2 separate regions of the Sus scrofa genome follow, and region 1 is linked to region 2. Evidence: chromatin contacts called from public Hi-C data. All regions are on one chromosome and are shown on one strand. Each heading gives the region's core, a stretch centred on a gene start, on an enhancer-like site or on the middle of the called end of the contact. The rest is flanking DNA. Distances are from core to core; before and after follow the strand shown.

What was found. Hi-C and Micro-C count contacts between places; a contact is called where the count stands out from the background.
Region 1: a contact with region 2 is called in a Hi-C map of heart right ventricle, with 8 times the contacts expected there. The contact joins two enhancer-like sites. A contact is called at or near these places in 7 of 47 Hi-C or Micro-C datasets (fetal liver, heart right ventricle, liver and 4 more).

The regions. Positions count from the first base shown.
Region 1 is chr3:132,444,418-132,451,074 of Sscrofa11.1, reverse strand. No RefSeq gene overlaps it. Among named protein-coding and RNA genes, the nearest start is that of TMEM18, 24 kb to the right of the region's middle. Within about 2 kb of position 2,849, at least 13 of the 83 cell types and tissues checked have an H3K27ac peak or open chromatin away from gene starts, as enhancers often do.
Region 2 is chr3:131,628,796-131,636,375 of Sscrofa11.1, reverse strand. No RefSeq gene overlaps it. Among named protein-coding and RNA genes, the nearest start is that of EIPR1, 270 kb to the right of the region's middle. Within about 2 kb of position 5,730, at least 31 of the 83 cell types and tissues checked have an H3K27ac peak or open chromatin away from gene starts, as enhancers often do.

The DNA.
Region 1 (6,657 bases), core at 1,600-4,099, 820 kb before region 2:
CTGTGCCGGGCGCTGGGGGCCTGTCCCTGAGCCACAGGAGCCCCACGTCGTCTGCCCCGAGATCATCAGGGGTCAGGACAGCCTGGGAAACCTGGGGATGTAAGGCCAGCCTCCAGGGCCAGGGAAGGGGGGGGGTCCCTGGAAACACAAGGGCGTTCGTATGCATTTACTTGACCTGCATTTCTATACTTCTGCATTTTCTACTTCAAATACCAAAATATTCAAAACTAAAACATGGCCAAGATGTTCTCCGGCTTCCCTTAACGTGAGGCTCAAGGCACCTTGTTGGCCAGGTGCCGTTTCCATGCCTTTGACCTTCGGTCCTGTTGGGAGGTGGGGGGCTGCGTCGGGGGGAGGCAAGGCGTCCCAAGGAGCCAAGGGTCCCTCTTCCCGTCCACCATCCATCCTGCAGGCCTGCGTAGCCCGCGTGGCCTGCGTACTCAGACACTAGCGGTCCAGTCTAAGATTTCGATATTTTCCTGATCAAGCCGTCTCCCCCAGCATAGATCATAGTTACCCTCAATAGACTTGAATTTGCTTCTTTTGTTTTAACTCTCCTCTCTGTTTGGGGTGCCTGACCTCAAGATCAGATGGCACACCGGTCCCACATTTGAATCTTTTCTTTGTTTCCGCTAACCGTTTTAGAAGCCGATGAATTAAGTACCAAGCTGCTCGCCTGGTCTGTGTCTCAGCGTCACAGGAATGCGTCTGTTTTCCGGCCAAGGTGGATGCGGTGGGCGTCAGCCTCAGTTAAGGAGCACTGACCCTGCAACAAGGCCCTGGATGTGAATTACAACCAGAGCACCGCGCACACACCTCGCGACTCACAACGCCCGCAAAGGACGGGGAGGGCCTCGTCCGTCGAAAATCCATAAAACATTACATTTTAAGTCCATTATGTCTGTATACCAATACTTAAATCCGCTACCTTAAACTCCTGTCATTGACACATTGAATGTGCTATTGGAAGTGAGCTGAATTTTGAAAAGCACAACTTTATGTATTATTTTACAAGGACTAAACTCGCTCTTATACTGTGAAATTGGTTTTAATTATTTCTAGTGCTTTGTAAGCCTACCCTTGAGTGGTGTGTTCAGCTCTCTTTTAAAATGACCGCGTCAGCTGTGGACACATGTATTTTGCTTCAGGAAATTGGGGAACTCAGACCACGACCTCGGATCCACATCGATCCGGCCCCTGCCCGCTGCACGTGTGTGTCTGCGGGGCACCGCGTGTATCCGGTGATCTGTGCACGTGGTTTTAGCCATAAAACCAAAGAAATCGTACTTTCCTCAGCAGCTGTTACTAGTTTTCAAACCTTCCAGCTTCGTGGGTGTTTCTCACAATTAGCGTTGCAGTTGGGGTTAAAGTAAGAGTCTCGCCACTGACGGGTGAACTGTCTCCTTAGAAGGAAGAGTCTGGAAACAAAATACTGCTGCTTGCATTTGTCCAGGAAAGGCCGACTCATTTATTCTGGAACACGAGGCGAGACGCTGGCCCCAAACAGCCTGGGGATCCGGGTGCCACGTTCCCCAGCGCCCTCAGGCTCCCAGCCTGGAAGCAGAAGTGCAAGGACAAGGTCGGCCGCAGGCGTGAAAACAACGAGATGCAGGGAGGCTGGGGGAGGTGGGTGGTGGGGACACGGCCACTTGGGGCGTCTGGATCGGCATCTGCACCCAGCCCCTCCTCACCCCCCACCCCCCCACCTCGGCGGGACCCCCCCAGCCCGGAGCTGCAGCTTTACTCCCAGGTCTCTGCAGGCCTGTGGCCTGGGGTGGGAGGTCCTGCTCTCAGGGCAGAGGCGGGAAGAGGCCCCGGTTTCCAGGGCATCGAATGGCTCTACCCGGTGCCCTTCCTTTCCCGTGAGAGCTCCCTCCATGGCCGGGAGGGAGAGGAGAGGCCGCCTGCCTGCAGCTGCTGAAAGACACACCCAGCGCAGCCTCACCTGCTCCCTGCCCGCACTGGGGGGTGTCTCCAGGGCAGGGGGGCAGCGGCCCAGCCTCTGGCCAGGTTCCCGCGGTGTAGGTGAGAGAGCGAGAGAGGAGGGTGTTTCATCTGAGGAAACTCCTCCGCCAAGAAGCAATGACAGAAACCCACCCCGCAGGTGCCATTTGGGGTATTGGTACCAGCGAGGGGTGGGCGGCCGGGAATCTTCAACGCGAGGGGCCCTGCGGGTTTGACTCCGGAGAGAAAAGCACGACGGACGCTTGAAATGAACAGGTGAAGTGCATGGAGTGCCCAGACGGGGAGCTGGTGGCTGAGCCGCCAAGTGACCAGAGAGGGACCAGTCGAAGGAATGTGACAGGGAGGGAGGGTTTCCAGAGAAAACAAGGGGAGATGCCAAGAGAGGCTTCAAGCCTGGCGTGAGTGTGGCTGGAAGGCGGCGGGAGAGGCAGGCGCAGGGGCGTCCCAGTGGCGTGTGCCTGGGAGGGTCGGTGTCACCTTGGCCGCAGCCTCCCCTGCCCCTGCTGTGAGCCGTGACGTCTCAGTGCCTTTCTCCTCTTCCCGCCTGTGCCGCCCCTGCTGTGACTCTCCTGGCTCCTCACCACCCGCCCAAGCCTGGGTCCCTTCACCCGGAAACACCACCCAAGAAGACGCTGAAATCCCCAGACGGACGAGAAGAAGGACCGACCGAATCGCCACATCCAAGGGCAGGGACCCTAGGGAGGCCTCGGGCGCGGGAAGGAAATGTAAGGTGAACGGAGGAGCTCGCCCCCAAGGGCCACCGGAAATGTGGCTTTTACTTCGGGGGACACTTTAGAGACTGGTGGCTCTTTCCCGGCTCCCGCACCTTGGCCCCGGCCCCAGCCTGGGACCTGCCGCCTCGGAGGGACGTTTGTCAGGCGCGGGCCTGCAGCGCCCCCTGCTGCCCTAATTCTGAATAACCCAGGCTCTGGCCCAGAGAGAAGCGCGCGCGGGGGGTGGGGGTGGGGGCCCGCGGACGTGGTCCCCCGTCTCTGGCGGGTCCCACGCGCACCTGGAGGGTGAGCAGGGCCCACGCGGCCTGCGTGCTCCTGACTAAGAACAGAAATCCAGCTTAAGCAGACAGAGATGTGTCAAAGGACTCTTCCCGGGGCTGCTTTCTGAGGAGGGGTGGGCGCGATCCGAGGCTGCAGGAAGCCCACCCCAGCATCCCCGGGGGGCCGAGCAGTGCTCTGCTCTGTGCGTGCACACGGCTCGGGGGTCTCGGGGCAAAGCAGGCCCACGACCACCCGGATCTGCCCACCATTCACTCTAACACAAGGACCCTTCCGAGTGTGCCGTGTCCCTCGGAGTCCCCGGGGGGGAGTCCAGAATCCTCACCTGCGACCCGCTGCGCTCGGCGTGATCCACTCGGAAACCTGTGCCTCTTCTCAGGCCTGCGGCCGAGGCCTCAGTTTCATTCCGAGGTGGATCATGTGAAGCCCCACACCCTATGGGCGGGGCCGGGGTGGCCCCGTGAGAAACAGAGCCTCAAAGCCTGTGTCTTCCCACTCATGTCACCAGGATCGGCCACCACAACGTGCCCTTTGCCGTTACCTGCGTTAAATGCAGTCTCCTTCCGATGGCTCTTGCACTGTCTGCCTCCTGGGGTTGAGATTTGGGACCAAGGCAGGACCGGAGGTTTACGGAGTAGGAACCAGGGCAAACCAGCCTCGGGGAGCCACGCTGGGCATCTTAGGGCCGCTTCCCGGACCAGGCGCCCCTGCTGCCACCACACATGGCACATTGGGGAGAAGTCCCCGCTCTGCCTGTCACCTTCCATCGCAAGGCTGGATGGACTGCGGTTTATTTTTATGTGTGGCTCGTGCGAAAGTGCGTTGAAACATATCATTTCCAAACCCGACTTTGGAGATCTCGGGATCAATATCTATCAATACCTGGCAGCGAACGCTGTTTGGACCAGTGGCTTGATCGGGTTTCCTTCTGAGGGCGCTCGGGTTACCGAGTCTGGGTCCCTCATTGCCCACAGACAAAGATATTGGCATTGACTTCTTCTACGCACGTTACCAAAAATGTGCTGACGGGGTCCCAGCAGTTTCCATGATGAAACTGAAATAGCTCTATGAACTTCTTTTACCCGCGCCCCAAACGTCTTTTCTTTATTTCCCTTGCACTGGTCTTTTATTTCCCCGACACACAGCACTGTGCTCCCTGCTCTCGGTCCACCGGGCTGTGGCCTCCGGCGCCAGTTGCTGAGACACCACCCGCTCCCATCTCTTTCTGGGCCATTGTCTCTGTGTTGGGCGGCACCCAGGAGCAGCGCAAGGGTGCCAGGAGACGGACTGCATGAGGAGCTCAGTGAAATAAAGCAAGTTTAATCTCTTTCTGACACCAAGTCCCAGGGTTGGGGGGTGGCTCGCCCCCAAGCAGCTCTCCCAGGCTGGGCTTGGTCCTGACGCTGTCTCCCTGGAGATGGCCTCCGACCCCCAGGTCAAGGGCTCAGGCCCGTAAGCCTCCCCTCCCCAGGTGGCGCCTGAGCTTCTGACCGACCAGTCAGGGCTCCTGCCCCTGTGGGGCCGTCACAAGGGCTGGCATGGGCTGGGGACTCAACTCAGCCACTTCCCCTCTGAGACCAGGGGTAGAACTAAAGTTCCAGCCTCTAAAGACCAGGGGGTTCCCGGCTCCCAGCCCGCAAACGTCCCCTCACTCTCGGAACAAAAAAGACACCCAGGCTCTCGTGGCAGGAAATTCTGAGGGTTGAGGAGCTGGGACTTTGAGCAAACATACATTTCTTAGTGTAAATCACAGTATCACAGTATTGCATCGGGTCCTTGCCGTTTCAAAGATAACTGGGAAATTTTAACCATTACATATGCGTGTATATTTGTATACTATATATCAACACATACGTATTTTGTAAATAGGATTTTGCCAAGAGGAAAAACACGGGCTCAGCTGACCCATGTTTGCACACACAGTGCGTGTCGCACTCCGAGCCTCTGACACCAGGATGCACGTCTATGTCCAATATTGTGCTTGGCGCTGCAGGCAGCAGGGACATCCTGCTGCCAGGGGCTGGCAGGCAACTCTGGCGCCTGAAAGCAGGCAGACAGACCACCAAGTCCAGGCCCGCCAGAGCTACCAACAGACCTGCAGGTGTCTCCTCTCAGATGAGAGGCCCGGGCAGAGCCCCACCCCCACCCCCGGCCCCCGCCCCCACCCAGGTATTAAGGCAGCAGAACTGCAGGTAGTTTGTGAGAGCAGCCAGTGCGACCTGTGACCAGCAGGTGGATGCCACTCATTACAATGCAGGGACTGCAGACTTCAAGAAATACTACAAAGCCACAGTCATCAAAACAGTGTGGTACTGGTATCAAAACAGACAGACAGACCAATGGAACAGAATAGAGAATCTGGAAATTAACCCTGACACCTATGGTCAATTAATCTTTGACAAGGGAGGCAAGAACATCAAATGGGAAAAGGAAAGTCTATTCAGCAAGCATTGCTGGGAAACCTGGACAGCTGCATGCAAAGCAATGAAACTAGAACACACCCTCACACCATGCACAAAAATAAACTCCAAATGGCTGAAAGACTTAAATATACGACAGGACACCATCAAACTCCTAGAAGAAAACATAGGCAAAACACTCTCTGACATCAACATCATGAATATTTTCTCAGGTCAGTCTCCCAAAGCAATAGAAACTAGAGCAAAAATAAACCCATGGGACCTCATCAAACTGAAAAGCTTTTGCACAGCAAAGGAAACCCAAAAGAAAACAAAAAGACAACTTACAGAATGGGAGAAAATAGTTTCAAATGATGCAACTGACAAGGGCTTAATCTCTAGAATATACAAGCAACTTATACAACTCAACAGCAAAAAAACCAATCAATCAATGGAAAAATGGGCAAAAGACCTGAATAGACATTTCTCCAAGGAAGATATACAGATGGCCAACAAACACATGAAAAAATGCTCAACATCGCTGATTATAAGAGAAATGCAAATCAAAACTACCATGAGATACCACCTCACACCAGTCAGAATGGCCATCATTCATAAATCCACAAATAACAAGTGCTGGAGGGGCTGTGGAGAAAAGGGAACCCTCCTGCACTGCTGGTGGGAATGTAAACTGGTACAGCCACTATGGAGAACAGTTTGGAGATACCTTAGAAATCTATACATAGAACTTCCATATGACCCTGCAATCCCACTCTTGGGCATCTATCCGGACAAAGCTCTACTTAAAAGAGACACATGCACCCGCATGTTCATTGCAGCACTATTCACAATAGCCAGGACATGGAAACAATCCAAATGTCCATCGACAGAGGATTGGATTCGGAAGATGTGGTATATATACACGATGGAATACTACTCAGCCATAAAAAAGGATGACATCATGCCATTTGCAGCAACATGGATGGAACTAGAGAATCTCATCCTGAGTGAAATGAGCCAGAAAGACAAAGACAAATACCATATGACATCACTTATAACTGGAATCTAATATCCAGCACAAATGAACATCTCCTCAGAAAAGAAAATCAATCATGGACTTGGAGAAGAGACTTGTGGTTGCCTGATGGGAGGGGGAGGGAGTGGGAGGGATTGGGAGCTTGGGCTTATCAGTCACAACGTAGAATAGATTTACAAGGAGATCCCGCTAAATAGCATTGAGAACTATGTCTAGATACTCATGTTGCAACAGAAGAAATGGT
Region 2 (7,580 bases), core at 4,481-6,980:
TTGGCCTAGTCTCCTGTTTTCTAGCTGTGTGCCTGCAGGCAAGTTACTCCGTCTCTCTGGCCCAGGACCGGAGCCCAGGAGCTGCCTTGTGAAGCTGAGACAGGCATGTGTCAAGCCCTGGGTTGGAACCCGGCTGCCTTCATTGGTGGGTTTTTCCTTCCAGCCGTGCTGCCTGCAGACAGCAGCGCCCACGCTTCCCAGCAAGCCTGCACATCCTGCCCACCCCCCCCCGCCCCCCGTTGCCATGGAGAGAAAGAGGAGCAGAAAGCCAGGCTCAGCACCGAGGCCCACAGCAAACCTGCCCAGGAGGGCTCCCTGCTGGCTCCGGGCAGCGAAGGCTCATTAGCTCAGGGCGCCCGCAGGCCATCCTCCCCCACACCTGCCCCGGGCGCAGCCTGCCCCCCATCTGCAGCCCCCGCCCTCACGAGCGCAGCCCTGCGCAGAGCTGGAGTGGCCCAGATGCCCTGGGAGGGGGGACCGCCCCCGTGCTCTCCAGTTCTCTGCCTCCGTCACCCCCAGAAAAGCCCCAGCCTGAGCCTGAAGTTGGCCTGAGATATGGCTCAACCTGCCAGGGCACCTCTTGCAGGGGCAGGGACCCATGGGGCCGGGCTCAGAGCTGTGCCCGCACCCGTGACCCCACCAACCACCTGACGGGCATGCGCTGGTAAACCAGCCAGCCCACCAAGAATGCGGAACCATGTCCCCCTTACGGCTGAGCGAACGGAGGCTCTGAGAACCAGAAACAGGCCTCTGGTCCCACGAGGAGGGTCCCAGTCCAGGGCCACCAGGAACCCAAGCTCAAGCTTTTTGTTCTAAAGGACTGTCTCCCCCAGTCTCTATTTTTGGGGCGGGCTGAGCAATGGCTCCCAGAACCCGCGGAGGGGACCCTTTAAAGAGGAGGAGCCCCTGCCGACGTGAGGAAGGGCGCCGACACGCAGAGATCCGCCTGGATTCTCAGGGCCTAAATCCCCACCTGGAAGGACAAGGGGAGGCGGGAGGGTCTGGCCCAGGGAGGACGGGGATGTGCAGACAGAGGCGTGGAGGGGCAAGGCAGCCAAGGGCCAAGCAGGAGGCCCCGGGGAAGCGGGAGGGACCCTTCTCCGCCCTCGGGGGGCGGCCCACCGGCACCCTGATGGTGGACGCTGCGGCCTCCAGAACCAGCCATCAGAGAACACGGCTCTGTTACGAGCCACCCGTTTGCTGCAGCTGCCGCAGGGCAGTGACGTGGAGAATAAGGCAGCAGCCTCTGAGGAGGAGCGCCGCGCGTCGGTCCCATTCTGTCGCCTCTCCCTCCCCACGTGACTCTCAGCGGCCAGTGGGCACCCTAAGAGACCCTCGGCGGAGGAGAGCCAGCTCGGTCTGAGCTCCAGGTGCAAACTCCTCCAGAGCAGCTCCATGCTCCCGTGAGGATGCGGCAAGGACGTCTCACACGTGACGCATCTCAAAGGGAATCGTCCTTGCCCCGCCCCCACCCCTCAAAGCCGCGGCTCTTCCATTTTCCAGGGGCCGTGGGGTCACTCTGCTTTCTCCCTGCGCAGGGGCCACTGGGAACAAATCACAGTGATGCCAGCCCCTAAGCCCGTCTTACCTCCCACCCCTGCTCCATCCAGCCCGAGACACCCTGGGACACGCGCAGGGCCCTGGTGGCTTCTTCCCTGGTTAGGGCGGCCAGGACGAAGCACTCACAGCCCTGTCCTCTAACAGCTAACTTGAGATGGCAGGGAGAGAACCAGGATCGGAGGCATCGCTGTACAAGGAGGCTGTGCCATCCTCCCACACGTAAGCTAAGCGTTTCCCAAGGCTGGGCAGGCGCTCGCCAACAGCTCAGCATGTGGGGTGACAAACAGCGCTGTGCCCGGTGTCTTCCCAGCGTTCGGGGCTGCACACAGACTCTGGCAGCACCCAGGCTGCCTCGGAGCCCCTCTTTCATTTCCCCCACGAAACGGATGCAACAGCGATGCCAGCTTCTGTCTCGATAGATGGATATCTTCAGGCAGGAACACGGACGTGGATCCCACATTGGCTGGAACGATCGGAGAAGCAACAGGATTCAGATTCTCTTTTCCAGACCCAGTGCCCTTGCTGGCTTGGACTGATTGTCAGCTGATCTGCTGTATGCTTGTCTTGTTTCCAAAAGCTACACGTAAAAAGGTGGGCCATAAGTCAGCAGTACGCCCTGGAAGGATCCTTGGCCTGTGAGCACTGAATTTTTTAAAATATTTATTCCCATAATCTTGAAATGCAGGCTCTTCGAAGACACACCACACAGCCTGACTGCCTCCTTTTAGATCTGCCAGCACATGGCAGGCTCACACGCCTGCATCTGAAAGCAGGCACTCTGGGCAGCTGGTCTCCACCGCGTGCGGGCTGGCAGGGGCTGGACAGGGGACAGATGTGTGCCGCGCCAGGACACATGGAGAGGCGAGTTCAGCAGGAGCTGCCAGGGGCGCGCGCCATCCCACGTCCTGTGCGAGGGGGCGGGACCCCGTGTAAGGCCCGGCCCGTCTGCTCTGCCGCCCACTTCCTGCACTTACCCTGCTTTGCCACAATCGATCCTGTTCCTTCAAATCACCCTCGCTTGATGGACTCCGTTACCACTCGCCAAAACGACAGAGGTCGTTCTTAAAACATTCATGTAAAGCTCTAAAATTATCTGCTAAATTTAGACACAGTTCAGGTGAGCCCCTAATTTCTGCCTCAGAACAGGATGGCGTCGGTGGGGAGAAGGAACAGAGAGCTGGGGCTTCGCAGGCGGGGGCCTTCACGACGCGCTGGCAGAGCACAGGATGCAGCCGGAGCCTGGCTAATGGGCTCCACCTCAGGTTGGGAAGGCGCCCCGAGTGGGAATTCTAGATCAATAACTCGGCGACTTGAGACTCGAGACATATTGGATAATCCTTCCTGCTGGGAACGGGAAATGATTTCCTGGCTTTGTGGGGGAGGGGAGGGCTGCTCAGCCATGCTGCCTGCCTCGGGGGCACCAGGGCTCGAGTGGTGGGTGGGTCGTGGCAGGGTGACTGTCTAGACAGGCTCCACGCAACTCGGCCCCCAATCCCTCTCCTCCCGGCAGCACAGGGAAGACCCCAGGCAGACTAGATGGATGGAGATTCAGCAGGGATGGTGAGGAGAGCTTGGGGGTGGCTGGACAGACTGACCCTGGCATCTTCCAAGCGGCACAGGCTCAAAGTCAAGGCCCACGTGCCCCTGCAGTGGCCTGGGGGTTGGATGCAGCCCAGAGACAACGGGCACAGCCAGGCATCTGCTCACCTGCTCCAGGGCGGGAGCAGAGCCAGGAAGCCAGTGAAGGTCAGTGTCCAGAAGAGTCAAGTCAGATGTGAAGACCTGAACAGAAGTCGAGACACGTGTCAAGGTCAGTATTCAGGGGCCCTTTAGGAGGAGACCAGGTGAGCACCCACAGGGACCTTCTCAGATGAGGACCCACAGTCAAGTTGGGAGCTGGCAGCCCCTGCTGTGCCCGGGCAGAGCGCCTGGGAGATTTTCCTGGCATGGCGGGTTGGCCAAGGTGGGGCGATGAGGGGAGGGAGGAGGAGCAGGAAGCGAGAGGAGAGGGAGGGACGGAAACACACCTGGACAAAGGCAGAGGGGTCTCTGCACCTGGCTAGAGATGCCTCTCAAAGACAGAGAAGTGGGGGAGGCCCTGGCGACAGCCCAGCCCCTGCCACCGAAGTGTACTGCAAGAAATGCAGGCCCCCAGGCTCCTCGCAAGCCTGCCTTTGGACTAGGTGCCCCGTGGGTTCATAGGTACCTCCAGGTGTGAGATGACAGGCCCAGGCCAGATGCTGGGTGAGAGGAGGGCATGGTGCCCAGGGGCTTGGATCCCAGCCTGCATCTGCCTGTGACGGGAAGTTCAGATGCCAGACCACTCAGGGGAGACCCCGCAGAGCTGTCCAGCAGAAAAGGAGCTGGACCCTGTGCCTCAAGGCAGGAGACAGGGACACAGACCTATCTATGAGGGAGAAGCTCCAACAATCAGAGCCAAGGGTGGAGGGAGCCTTGTGCCTCCCGGCAGGACATGGTGAGGGTGTGGTCATTTCCTCCAATCACGGGGCGGGGACAGGGGAGGGTGTGGTCATTTCACCCAATCACAGAGCAGGGGCAGGGAGGGCTGGGAGCCTGCAGAGAACTGGGTGGGGAGCCAGACACCTCCTCCTGGACTGAGCCGGTGGGGGTGTGAGGGCGGCCAGGAGGAGGGCAAGGGCCCACAGGATGCCCTGCAGAGCCAAGCCTGGGAGTGTACCCGACGGCCCCAGAGGGCCCAGGAAGGGCTCAAGCAGAGGAGGAGCAGGGCCCTAAGGACAGGAGAGGGAGGCTCCACGGAGGCTGTGGAGCACAGACTCAACACATGTCAGCGGGCAGGGAGCTGCAAGATGGGCGGGCAGACTTGACAGTCCGGGGGTGTCAGAAGTGGTCAAGACCCAAGAGATGAGAGCGGGAGGATGGACAGGGAAGGGCACCGCAGGAGAACGGACCTGGCTGGGCTTCTGGACCCCAGCTCAGAGGCGGGAGGGCGGGGGCTTCCCCAGGAAGGGATGCAAACCAGGCAGGTATACAGATGAAGCCAAGATGAGCTCCGCCCCCTGCTGGCAGGTTCTGAGGCACCTGGCAGTCTTCCCAGCTGGAAATGCAGTTCCAGAACTCTGCAGAGAAGTCAGGGTAGAGGCAGATGTGGGGTCTCTGCTGCCAGGGGTGAAGCAGACCCCCAGACTGTGCCCAGGGGCCACTCAAGGAACCCCAGGAGCAGAGAGAGAAAGAAGGCCAGGAAGGGGTGAGCCGCATGAGTGCAGTGACTAGAAGCCAAGGACAGAGTGGACAAGTATCTGACAGAGGGTCACAGAAGAGCCAGCAGGCGTCCGAGGCTCCCCCCAAGCCCCCCCTCCTCCAGGCTGTCTCCACGAGCACCAGTGCCTCCTCCCACGTTCCCCTGCACCTGCCATGGCCCAGACCTCGGCACACATGGGACGTTACACCTGGAGGGCTGTCACTGAAGGATGCTGAGTCTGTGCAACGCTGCTGCCCGGGGAGCTCTGCAGCAAGGTCCCCGCAGCTCCCGCTGTGCACAGACCCAGCTGTGACGGGACCGGGTCTGGGGCGCGGCTCCCTGAGGGCCCGCAGGGAAGAGCCTACAGCAGCATTCTCATGCCAAGGCCGAGGCAGGTACGGCTGCCCCAGGACACCCGCAGGGACTCCAGACGGCCCAGGCACGTCTACATGCCACACCGGGTACCACACATGCACATGCAGGTACACACGGGGACATGAGACCCACGGGAACATGCACGCGCATGTATGCTTGCTGGCGCACCCACCATGGCTCCGTGTCCCCCGGGCCCGGGGACACCCCCACACACAGCTCCCCCCAGCCTGGGAGCACCTCCAGGCCGCCCGCCCCCTCCCCAGCGCTGGTCCTGCCCGCGCTCTCCCGGGATGCGCGGCTCTTCCTGGCTCGGAGCTGCTCCCCTGTCATCTGGTCAAAGAAGCTGACAAGCCAGGGCAGGTCGCCAGCTTGGCCTCCACTCCACTTGGAGGCTGGACTGGCAGATAAATTGGTCCTGGAGGGGGGCGGAGAGGGGGAAGCAGGAGGGGGGCCCGGAGGGAAGATTTCAGATTCATTTTTCTGCTCAGCCTCCAAGCCTCACAGCTGTAGTCGGGGAGGCTGACAGGGCGCCAGCCGGGAGCGGGCAGATGGCAGGAGGGGAGCGGGGGCCCACGGGAGGGGCTGGCCCATCAAGACGAAGAGGAAGCCGTGGCTCTGGAGGAACGCCTGGCCGCCGACCAGACCTCAGAGCATCTCCAGAGGCATTCAGCTCATTCCGGCTGCTTCCAGCTCATTCCGGCTCATTCCGGTGCCCTGAAAGCTGGAGGCCAGTCACACGCAGCCTGGGAGGCACTGGCCTCTCGTCCTTATCACTGCTCGGGAGGGGACTGGTACACAGCCAAGGGCTGCTAGGGCAGGCTCGGCGGACGTCCCTGGCTGCCAGGTCCATGGCTGGTGCCAGTGCTGGCCACTTACAACCAGGAAAGGAGCTCGGATGGCAGAGAAAGAACAGCTCTTGAGAATACCGCTTCCTGCCAGCCCTGCCAAGAGGCCACCCTGGGCCCTGGACTGTAACGAGGTCGGGGCCTCTCACGATTCCTACACAGGCCTCACTCCAGGGAGTGGGTTCGGTCCTTCCCTGCTCATCCTGTTGGTGTTTCAATAAGTCCCAAGGTAAAAAACCAAGCCTGCTGCAGGAATTGCTGTATCCAGACACCTGAACGTGGGCCAGCCGTGAGTCCTGGGTGAGGAGTAACCCCAGCCAGCTCCTCCTGGGGCTCAGACCCCCACGCCCCCAGGGGTGTGGCCAGCTCTGAGGACTGCAGGGCGGGGGAGCCCATTGCTCCAGGACAGATTTGGGGTGCTCCCACACACGGGGTCCCCTGGGTGCACCTGCAGGGGGGAGAGTGTCCTGTGTCTGCGTCCTGCCTTCCTGTCAGTGCCGGACCCAGTTCTGAGCCCGCAGCACCTGCAGTCCCTGCCCGACGCAGGCAGGCGTCCTCCGAGCCGCAGGCTGGTCCCCGAAATTGCTTGTTCTCTGCCTCTTTCCCTTTTGCTCACGAGCTAACCCCGGTGGCCAGGAAAGTGCGGAGTAAGCTGGAAGGCCAGCTGGGCACCAGGACAGACAGTCCACAAACGAGAGCGAAGTGATGTGAAAATCCTGTGCGTGTGCCTGGTGCCACCCATGCAGTGTGTGTGCACACATGCGAGGGCACGCACACGCACATGCCCACACGTGTTGGTGCCAACCCGAGGTGAGAGCTCGCTGACGACACGTGAGGTGGTGGGACAAAGTGACCCAAGAGCCCCCAGCACAGCAGCTCCTGACTCTAAGGACAGACAGATGCCCGCAAGGGGCGGGGGAGGGGCCCAGCATGGAGCGGAGCACGTGGGGGCTACACGTTCACCCCGCGTGGCGTCTGTCTGGCTTCCGACCAGCTGCCTGCTCTGGCCCCATGTGCTCCCGTGCTGGTTTCTGTGGCTGTGATGAACGCTGTGCACGTGGCAGGTCACTGGGTCGGTCCCTCTGGACCAGGTGCTGGAGGCGGGTCCCGCATTGACCAGAAGGCGCCTCGAGTTTGCCGGAGCAAAACCCCTTGAGAAGGAGCCTGAGAAGACAGAACGTCGCGAGCTGAGGAGGCGTTTCTGGAACAGCCCCCAGCCTCCTTCCCACTGTCCAGTCAGACAGGCGGGCACGGTGCCAGGGAGACCCCGAGATCTCAGCCAGATCTCAGCCGAAACCCCAGCCTGGGAGGCCTCCAGCAGGCAGCACAGCCCGCCTGGCTCCTTCAGCCAGGATCAGGCCTGAGATTGCGGGCAGAGGCCCGTGTGCGAGGCTGTCGCGGAGCCAAGGGCCGGTCCCAGGGAAACAAGTGCTGGGGCAGACGCAGCCTCTGTCCTGGAGCAGAGGCCGTCCTCAGGAACCCCAGGGACGACGGTCAGCCCTTCCACCCTCGGCCGCGAGTCTCCACGGAAGCCAGGTCCTCAGTCCACCCACCTCCGACCAGTGAGGGTGAGGCAAGCA